Regions from separate parts of the Macaca mulatta genome. Here region 2 is linked to region 1. Evidence: chromatin contacts called from public Hi-C data. All regions are on one chromosome and are shown on one strand. The core of a region is the stretch at or near the end of the contact, and the rest is flanking DNA. Distances in the headings are between cores, read along the strand shown.

What was found. A called contact is a pair of places that touch in the nucleus more often than the background predicts.
Region 2: a contact with region 1 is called in a Hi-C map of fetal cortex germinal zone, with 1.9 times the contacts expected there. The contact joins the promoter of SGCE here to the promoter of PPP1R9A in region 1. A contact is called at or near these places in 2 of 14 Hi-C or Micro-C datasets (fetal cortex germinal zone and fetal cortical plate).

Annotation. Positions count from the first base shown.
Region 1 is chr3:124,471,974-124,475,841 of T2T-MMU8v2.0, reverse strand. PPP1R9A (protein phosphatase 1 regulatory subunit 9A) reads left to right here and starts at 1,736. Exons shown (of 16, transcript XM_077997042.1): 1 at 1,736-2,221.
Region 2 is chr3:124,723,554-124,727,642 of T2T-MMU8v2.0, reverse strand. SGCE (sarcoglycan epsilon) reads right to left here and starts at 1,654. Exons shown (of 9, transcript XM_077997058.1): 1 at 1,511-1,654. The coding sequence starts at 1,619.

The DNA of each region.
Region 1 (3,868 bases), core at 487-2,986:
TAAAACTCTGTCATTCCTTCAGTATAAATTTTTCCAAAAGTTTCATATTTTCAAAAGATAAAACTTAAACCAACCAAATCCTTTAGGGTGCTTTTCTGTATGAATCATCTTTTTGCAAAGAGGTGTAAGACTGATTTTATTGCCAACTCTGCCCCCTCTTCTACAGCCAGAACTCAGTGATTAGATTCTGCATTTATTTAGGTTATTCGCCTAAAAAACCTGGTTTCCATACTGCAAATAAATGACAGGAACTTTTCCACTAGATTATCCCAGACAGCACAAATGTTCTTTCCAAAAGTGGAGCCTGGAACCACAGCCCCCTCACATTGCCTGTTACATCTGTTTATGCTTATAGAAGTGACATCTACTTCATAGACAGAGAATGCCAATTTCTTGGGAAAGGACCCAGAATTTGGTGATGCTTAAAGGAAAAAAAAAAAAAGCCCTTACTGCTTAAAATTAAAAAAATACATAGAAAAATACATAGAATTGAGTAGTTACAAAATCCTTTTGAAATGAAAAGATTTTGCTCCCAGAATATATAGAATCTGTGTACAGACTTGCTGGGTTCATATTCAGCCATAATCATTCACTATTAATAGCCAATAAAGAAGTGGGTAAGTTACAAAACCTAAACCTTAGTTTTTCCATCAGTGAAATGGGGCTAAAAATCGTTATGTTGGGAAAACTTGTGAAAGACTTTGAAATGAGCAAAAGATTACTGTTTGTCCTTTCAATGGAATGTTGGATGTTATCTACAGGACTCCGGAGTGTTGTGAAATTTAGAGTCCTCTGCACCTTTCTTAGACTGACTTTCACTAGGCTATTTTACTACTCAGTAAGCTGTAGATACGTTTGGTAATGTAAATGAGTTTTATCTACAGAATGCAAATTTGTTACTTTACAGATACAACTGGTTACCGCCCTGTAAAACAGATAATAATACACATTACATTTCAGTGCTCTATAGAATATTAAGCGGCTTTGCCTCTTCTTGTCTCTATACCTATTCTTCACAGTCTCACATGAGTGGGTTGCGGTATCTTGCTGGGGTTCCCTTTCTAATTAAAAGAGTTATAAAATTTTGACCCATGTTCATTTTGTATTTCTACCATTGTCATGTTTTTACCTTCTTGAAAAATTATTCTTTAAGAGTTCCTGCTACCTAGGCTTTTTGGAAGGATTGGTTTAAAGATCTGTATTGACAGTCATGATCAGTTTTATATTTTGCAGGAAGGTGGTAACACTTCCGGTACTTGGGGGTGTAAGAGGGAGTACTGAGCGTTTAGAAAAGGGCGGAGGGGTGGGGTGAGCTGAAAAACTCTCCCTAGACAGGAAAGGTAGAAGACCTCCTCATCCCTTTCTCTTTGGCAGTGGGACTTTAAGGTCAAGGTAAGTAGTAGGCCAGGCGCAGTGGCTTAGGTGAAGGCCACACCAGACTTGGGCCTACGTCTTGGCCTTCCAGGCCAGCAGAGTGGCCTGGGATTTGGATGCCTTGGGGTCACGGAGTTAACTGCAGACTCAGACTAAGTGGGGCTCCAGCAGCGGTCAGCCCCAGAACCAAGTTCCGGAGCCAACACCCGAACAGGAAGGGGCCTTGCCCCAGGCCAGAGAGGCCCCTCGCCCACGGCCGAGGGGGTGGGGCGGCCTCGCCTCGGGCCGGTGCTTTTCGCCCTTCCTTGGCCGCCAGAGGCTCCCTCTCTCTCCCTCTCCCGGGATTTTGCTGCCGGGCTCCCTCTCTCTGCGGCCCTAGAGTTAATCCCATCAGCCGAGGTGAGGCACCTGTTACCCCCTGGTCTTCCTCACCCCCGCGGCCTCGCCTCCATTACACCGCGGCCTCCCCGGCTGCCCAAACGGCCCGGCTTGGCGACCGCACGTGGGCCAAACCCCTTCTTCTGCCGGCACCCCTGGCCCCAGGCCGGTCCGAGCATGCGGGCGCGTAGCTGCCCGGGCCGCCGCCCGCCCGCAATGGCGTTGGGGAGCGCAGCGCGCCTCCCGGGGCCGCCCGCCGCGGGCAGGGAGCGCGTGGGGGCCGAGGCGCGAGTGGAAGCGGCCGCCGCAGCCGCCCAGCGCGCTGCGCCGTGAAGAGCGGGTTGCGGTGTACACAGCGGGCCGGCGCCGTGCCGTGCCGCCGCGGCCACCGTGGGGCGGGGGGCGCCTGCGAGGAGAGGGTGGGAGCCGTGGCGGCCCGACCCTCCCCGCCCGCGGCGCTCCCGCTCGGGTAAGGGGGAGGCTGAGCGCGGGGCGAGGAGTTGGGGAGGGTGGAGAGGAGGAAAAAATCGGCTTGTACAAAGGCTGAGTTGCAGGCTGGGGGTGGGGGTGGGTTGTGGTGGAGGAGCAATAGGTTGAAGATCGGAGGCATTATCAGTGGGATCTATTGTTTCCTGGCACATTGGGAGGAAAAACAAAGGGATTTATTTTCATTACCCTGTAATTTTTTTTTCTTTTCTATTTTTTTAAATGTGGCCAGGGAGCTCGTCTCTCTCCGTGTCACACTGGGATCCGCCTGGCAGCCGCCGGGAGCCGCAGCCAATGTGTTAGGACTTCAGGTGCTTCTTGGCACAAAGCTAGACTGCGACCTCCTACCATAGCGCTTGGCGTCACCTGCTCTCCCGGTCCTGCCCCAGGGCCGAGGGATTGCGTCCCGAACCGGGCTTGGGAATCGGCTGCCTCTCAAGTTGGTGTTATTTATGTTTGTCTTTTGTGAGGGCAGGTTTTGAATCCCCCGGCGGCCCCATCTCCCCCGCCCCCGCCTCCTCGGGTTGGAATTGGCGGGGGAGGGAATGGGGTGTGTGTGTAGGGGAGAGGGGAGGGTGTTTGTGGCTTTAAAAAGAATGGTCAGGGTAAAAGGAGATTGTCGATGCTTTACAAAAAAAGGAAAAACAGGCACCGCACTCCAAAGCCTTTCTTGTTTGTCTGCATGGGCCATGCATGCGTGCTGGGCCATGAGCCGAGTTTGGAGACGTTTTAAGTGAAAGTGTGTGCCTCCTCAGCTGTTTGTACGTGAGGGTGATGTGGCTCGGTCTAACATCAAAACAAAACAAAAATAAAATGAGAAATCTTTAGAACTGCCTGCATTGTCTGCTCTTCAGCATATCTTGAAGTATTTGATTGCTGGCTTATTGATATAAAATCCTGCTGTGGGCTTAAGGAGACCAGCAAGCGTGCATTGCGTAGCGTTTTGAACTGTAGTAAGTTAGAGGCAAGAAAGAATAAACAAATCAGGGCTGTGAAAAGGGGTGTCACAGTATATTTGCTTTCTGATTGTCACATTCTTACGCATTTATTCCCATGGTAGTCTGCATCCCACTCCATAATTAATAATAACCACTGTTAGGAAACTTCCAAATACTTGTTATAACTGAATTTAATGAAACTTATTGCCATTCAGGAACTTTTTTTCCTCCTTGTTTTGGTCTGAAATTGCATTAGTATTGCTTTGGGGATGCTGTAGATGAGAATATTGGACCAGAAAAAGTAAAATATGCCTCTGTAGGCATGTTTTGGAGTTTGTAAACATAGATTCCAAACTTAATTGTACCTAAAAAGAGTAAGTTCCAACTAATTGTGGAGAATCCTGAATGAAGTTGATTTTCTGGACAGTTTGTTGATTTCTTAAAGATCGATGAACTGCTGGTTTCTTTTTAAAGGGCATTCACAAAAGTGACTAAAACTTGGTCTAAAGTATTGCTTTCAAATATACTTATGTGTAACTTGTATTTGTGAGTGTGTGTGTGTGTTTGAGATTTTGATAGGTATCTCCAAATTGTGTTTGAAACATTTTTTACCAAAGACAATCAGAATGATAACTTATTGACTTTTAACTTCCCGTTTCAATGAGTAAGCTCTTCTGTTTGCCACGTGGCTA
Region 2 (4,089 bases), core at 405-2,904, 250 kb before region 1:
TTATTCTATCTTGCAGAAGAGAGTGAATATCCTAAAGATTAAATTAAAAGGCACTTCTAAAAAGTGTAATTGTGTTCACCCAACTTCCTAGGAAAATGTCTTTGTTAAAAAGCTGCATTTCCTTCATTCATATTCCGGATAGTGGATATTTTATCTCTAATGAAAAGTAAAATCTCAGGAAATGGGCTCCAGTTTTGTTTATTCCTAGAAAGGCTAGCTTTTAAAGTGCGGTGTCTGCAACGTTGTTACGACAATAAGTCAAATTCTTATTGATCCTCCAAGTATAAAATAATCCGTAGCAATGTTACTAAAATGTGCTCAATTTTGCTCTTCAAATATGAAAGCGTTTCATCTGTGTTTCAGAAACCTAACTCAGCTGTAGACAATTTGGTTTTCCCTTTTAACTTAAATTTGTTTTACTAAGATCATCAACAGATTGTCAGTTTCCCAAGCGCCTAACACTGAGGCGCTTAGATGGGAACCCGCGTTAAGGTTTTATTTAGCATCCTTCCTCATCAGTATTTTAGCGTCTTATCAGCCACTGCAATTTTCCCTGACATAAAATATATATGTTGATAGTACAAATGCACGCAAATATTTGTGGCTGAATCTCGGCAACCCGCTGGAAAGGATTAAACGTGCGGTTGCCGTGACTAAACGCATTCATTCACCCTACAAGATTTAGGAAAATGTAACGTTGCAGGGGAAGCAAGATCTCTGTGTAAACCTCGTAATCGCCACCAAAAGTCCGTAGCTGTGAGCCTCCGAAGCCCGCCAAACACAGTGGAAGCATCCACAGCTGTTTTAAATTGGTTTTGGTTTCTGGAAATAGCGCACTTGGTGCGGCAGCATCTCTGGCTTCCAGCCGGTGTTAACCCTGACCTGAACGCCCTGTGTAGTTCCCAGCATTTCACGATTCCGCTTCCCTGCTCCGTAAAACCGAAGAAAACCGAGATTTCCGCCACCGAGAAATGGACTTAGCAAGAGGGGGAAATTCGGTGTTTTAAATGTCAAATTTTTGTGTTCTCTATCACGATCAAGAAAAGGAGAAAAGATGTGTTTGTGTAGCGGGGACGCAGATTGACACCCATTTCCTTTGGCTCGCATCCCGGCCGCAGAGCCCAATCGCGGGGAAACGGCCCCCCCAGAAAAACAGGCAACGACCCCCAGCTCTTTGCTGCAGGGATCGGGAGAGGACTACCCTGGGGCTGGGCGGGGAGGGGGATGTTGGGAACGGGAATTGGAGATGGAATTTCTGCGCCCGCAGAGCAGGGAGGGGCCCGCGGGGGCGCCGAGAGGAAAAAAGGCCAGGGGTCAAGCCTGGGAAGAGAGAAGCTGGGCCGGGAAAGTGGGGTACAGGGCGTACTGAAGGAGGGGTACGGTGGGGTCCGGGACAGAAAGAGAGGCTGGTGCCCAAAGGGCGCGCCCAGGCGCCCGGAACCCGAGCGGGGGATGGGGAGGCGGCGGCCTGTTGGCCCCGGGTCCTCCACGTCGCGCGCAGGCCACTAACCTGTCAGCAAGAATGTGCCAGTGGTCGCGGGGCTCATCCTGCGTGTCCCCCGACCCTGTCCCGTCCAAGCACAGGGGTCTCCCAGCTCCCACCACCGGGGCAATTGCATTCTTGGCCTGGCTAGGCCGTCCGTCCTCGATTCTCCCCTCCCCTCCCTTTCTTCTTCCCTCCCAGCTTGGCCAGTTCAGCATCAGCATCCCGCACCCCCTCGGTAATCCCGTACTCCCTCTAGCGGCGGGCCACTGTAGTGTTGCCACCGCCCCCACCCCCATCCCCCATCCCCCGCACCCCCCTCCACCCCCTAGCCCGCGGAGCACGCTGGGATTTGGCGCCCCCCTCCTCGGTGCAACCTATATAAGGCTCGCAGTCTGCGCTCTTGGTACACGCGCTTCAACTTCGGTTGGTGTGTGTCGAAGAAACCTGACTGCGCCCTGAGGAGAACAGCGGAGAAGGTCCACCAAGCCTGGCGAAAGGTCCACTGAGCGGGCTGTCGTCCGGAGCCACTCCGGGCTGCGGAGCACCCAGTGGAGACCGCGCCTGGCTCAGGTGTGGGACCCCATCCTTCCTGCCTTCGCAGAGGAGTCCTCGCGTGGTGAGTATGCGGTGAGGACGTTTTTTTTTAAAGATCACGTTCATTCCCCGTGCTTATCGGGAGCTGCGGGAGATAGAGTAGCACCCCAGAATGTCTCCACGCAAACCTTGTCACGCCTTCACTGGCTGTACCCCAAAACAAATGGGGAAAACAAGCCTTCAAGGCTTGGGTTTCCAGGACCAAGTCCAGATATGGGCTATAGAGAGAGATGAGCTGCGGACAGTGATGAGCTGCAGACGGTCAGGAGCTACAGATCGATTTGCAATTTGCTCTTCAAATGCGCTACCAAGTGCCATGCTTTACAAACTGATAAGCGCTTCAAATGCGCTACAAAACTGGCGCTTCAGATGCGCTACAAGCACGCTTCACGCGGGCGACAAACTGATGGGCGCTACAACTGGCGCTTCATTGCGCTATGAACTGATGGGCGCTTTATGTGCCACAAACTGATGGATGGGCGCTTCAGTGGCGCTACAATCCCGAACGAGGAGCAGCGATATAGGAGCTGCAGACAGAAAACTGAATTGCGCTTTACACGCGCTGCAAAATCTGAGCTGCAGAAGAGTAGCACTACAAAAACGCTACAAAAACGATGCGATTAGCCAGCCCGAAGACAGCGCTTCATTGCGCTCCGAGGCACATGAACTGCAGAGGTACATGAGCTGCGGAACAATTCACACCTAAAATGCACTACAAAGTGGTAAGAGCTACAGAGGTACAGGAGCTGCAGACTGTGTTTGCGCTACAAATAAAGCAGCCGTAGTGGGACATGAGCTGAGGAGTACAATTCCTCTGTTTTCTTGGAGCAGGACCCCACCCTTTCACCTTTTGGAATGGCTCCCACTCTATTTTTCTGCAGGACGGTTCTCTGCATGATGGTGCTGGTAGACAAAATGGAGCCCTGGGCAAAAATTAGTGTTTAACATTCTGCCCATACCATTCCCGCTATAGCAGTGGAGTGGAGGGGCGCTGATTTGAGTGGAAACGGGAATCTTTTGGTGAGGGCAGAGCAGGCTGCCTGCCTGGTTGTGCTTGATTGAAGTGGCGGTGTAGTTGTGGTGGCGCGAATCAGCGTCCAGCAACAGTTTGTGGAAACTGTGGGTTTGCTGAGTATGGCGGGGGGATTGGATCTGTGGATTGCTCTTGCTGCATGAAATGAATCTGGCTTTGGTGGTTGGTGGGAGGAGTTTGGGAGGGGGGATTCTGGGGGGGGCGTGCAGATCCTCTGCAGCCCTGTAGCAGCCAGTCTCAGGCCTGCCCCGCCCATCCTAGCGTGCCTTCTCTGCGGTACTTAGCGCCTCCTCCCACAGCGCCTCCTCAGAGCGCGCCTCCCCTGCAGCGCGCCTTCCCAGAGCGCGCCTTCTAGATGCGGCGTCCTCAGGCCCCTCCTCCCAGCTCCTTAGCGTCTGCCTGCCGAGGCTCCACCTCTCCCTGGCCACCTCATTCTGAGGTGAGCTGCTCAGGCCCCGCCTCTTCCAGGCCCGCCTTTTCTGAGGTGAGCAGCCCAGGCCCCGCCTCCCCAGCCCACCTCCTCTGAGGTGAACTGCCCAGGCCCCGCCTCTCCCGGGCCCGCCTCCTCTGAGGTGAACTGCCCAGGCCCCGCCTCTCCCCGCCCACCTCCTCTGAGGTGAACTGCCCAGGCCCCGCCTCTCCTGGGCCCGCCTCCTCTGAGGTGAACTGCCCAGGCCCCGCCTCTCCGGGGCACGCCTCCTTTGAGATAAACTGCCCAGGCCCCGCCTCCCCTGGGCCCGCCTCCTCTGAGGTGAGCTCACCCAGATCCCGCCTCCCCCAGGCCCGCCTTCTCTGAGGTGGCCTGCTCAGGCCCCCCCCTCTCCAAGGCTTGGCCCCTCCCTAAGCCTGCCTCTGCCGGACTGGCCTATAGCTCCGCCTCCCTCAGAGCCAGCTAGCGCACATGCGCAGTGTGAGCCCTCAGCCCCTCCCTTCAGGCCCCTGTCCTCTGCGCTTGCGCACCTTCCCAGCCTGAGCC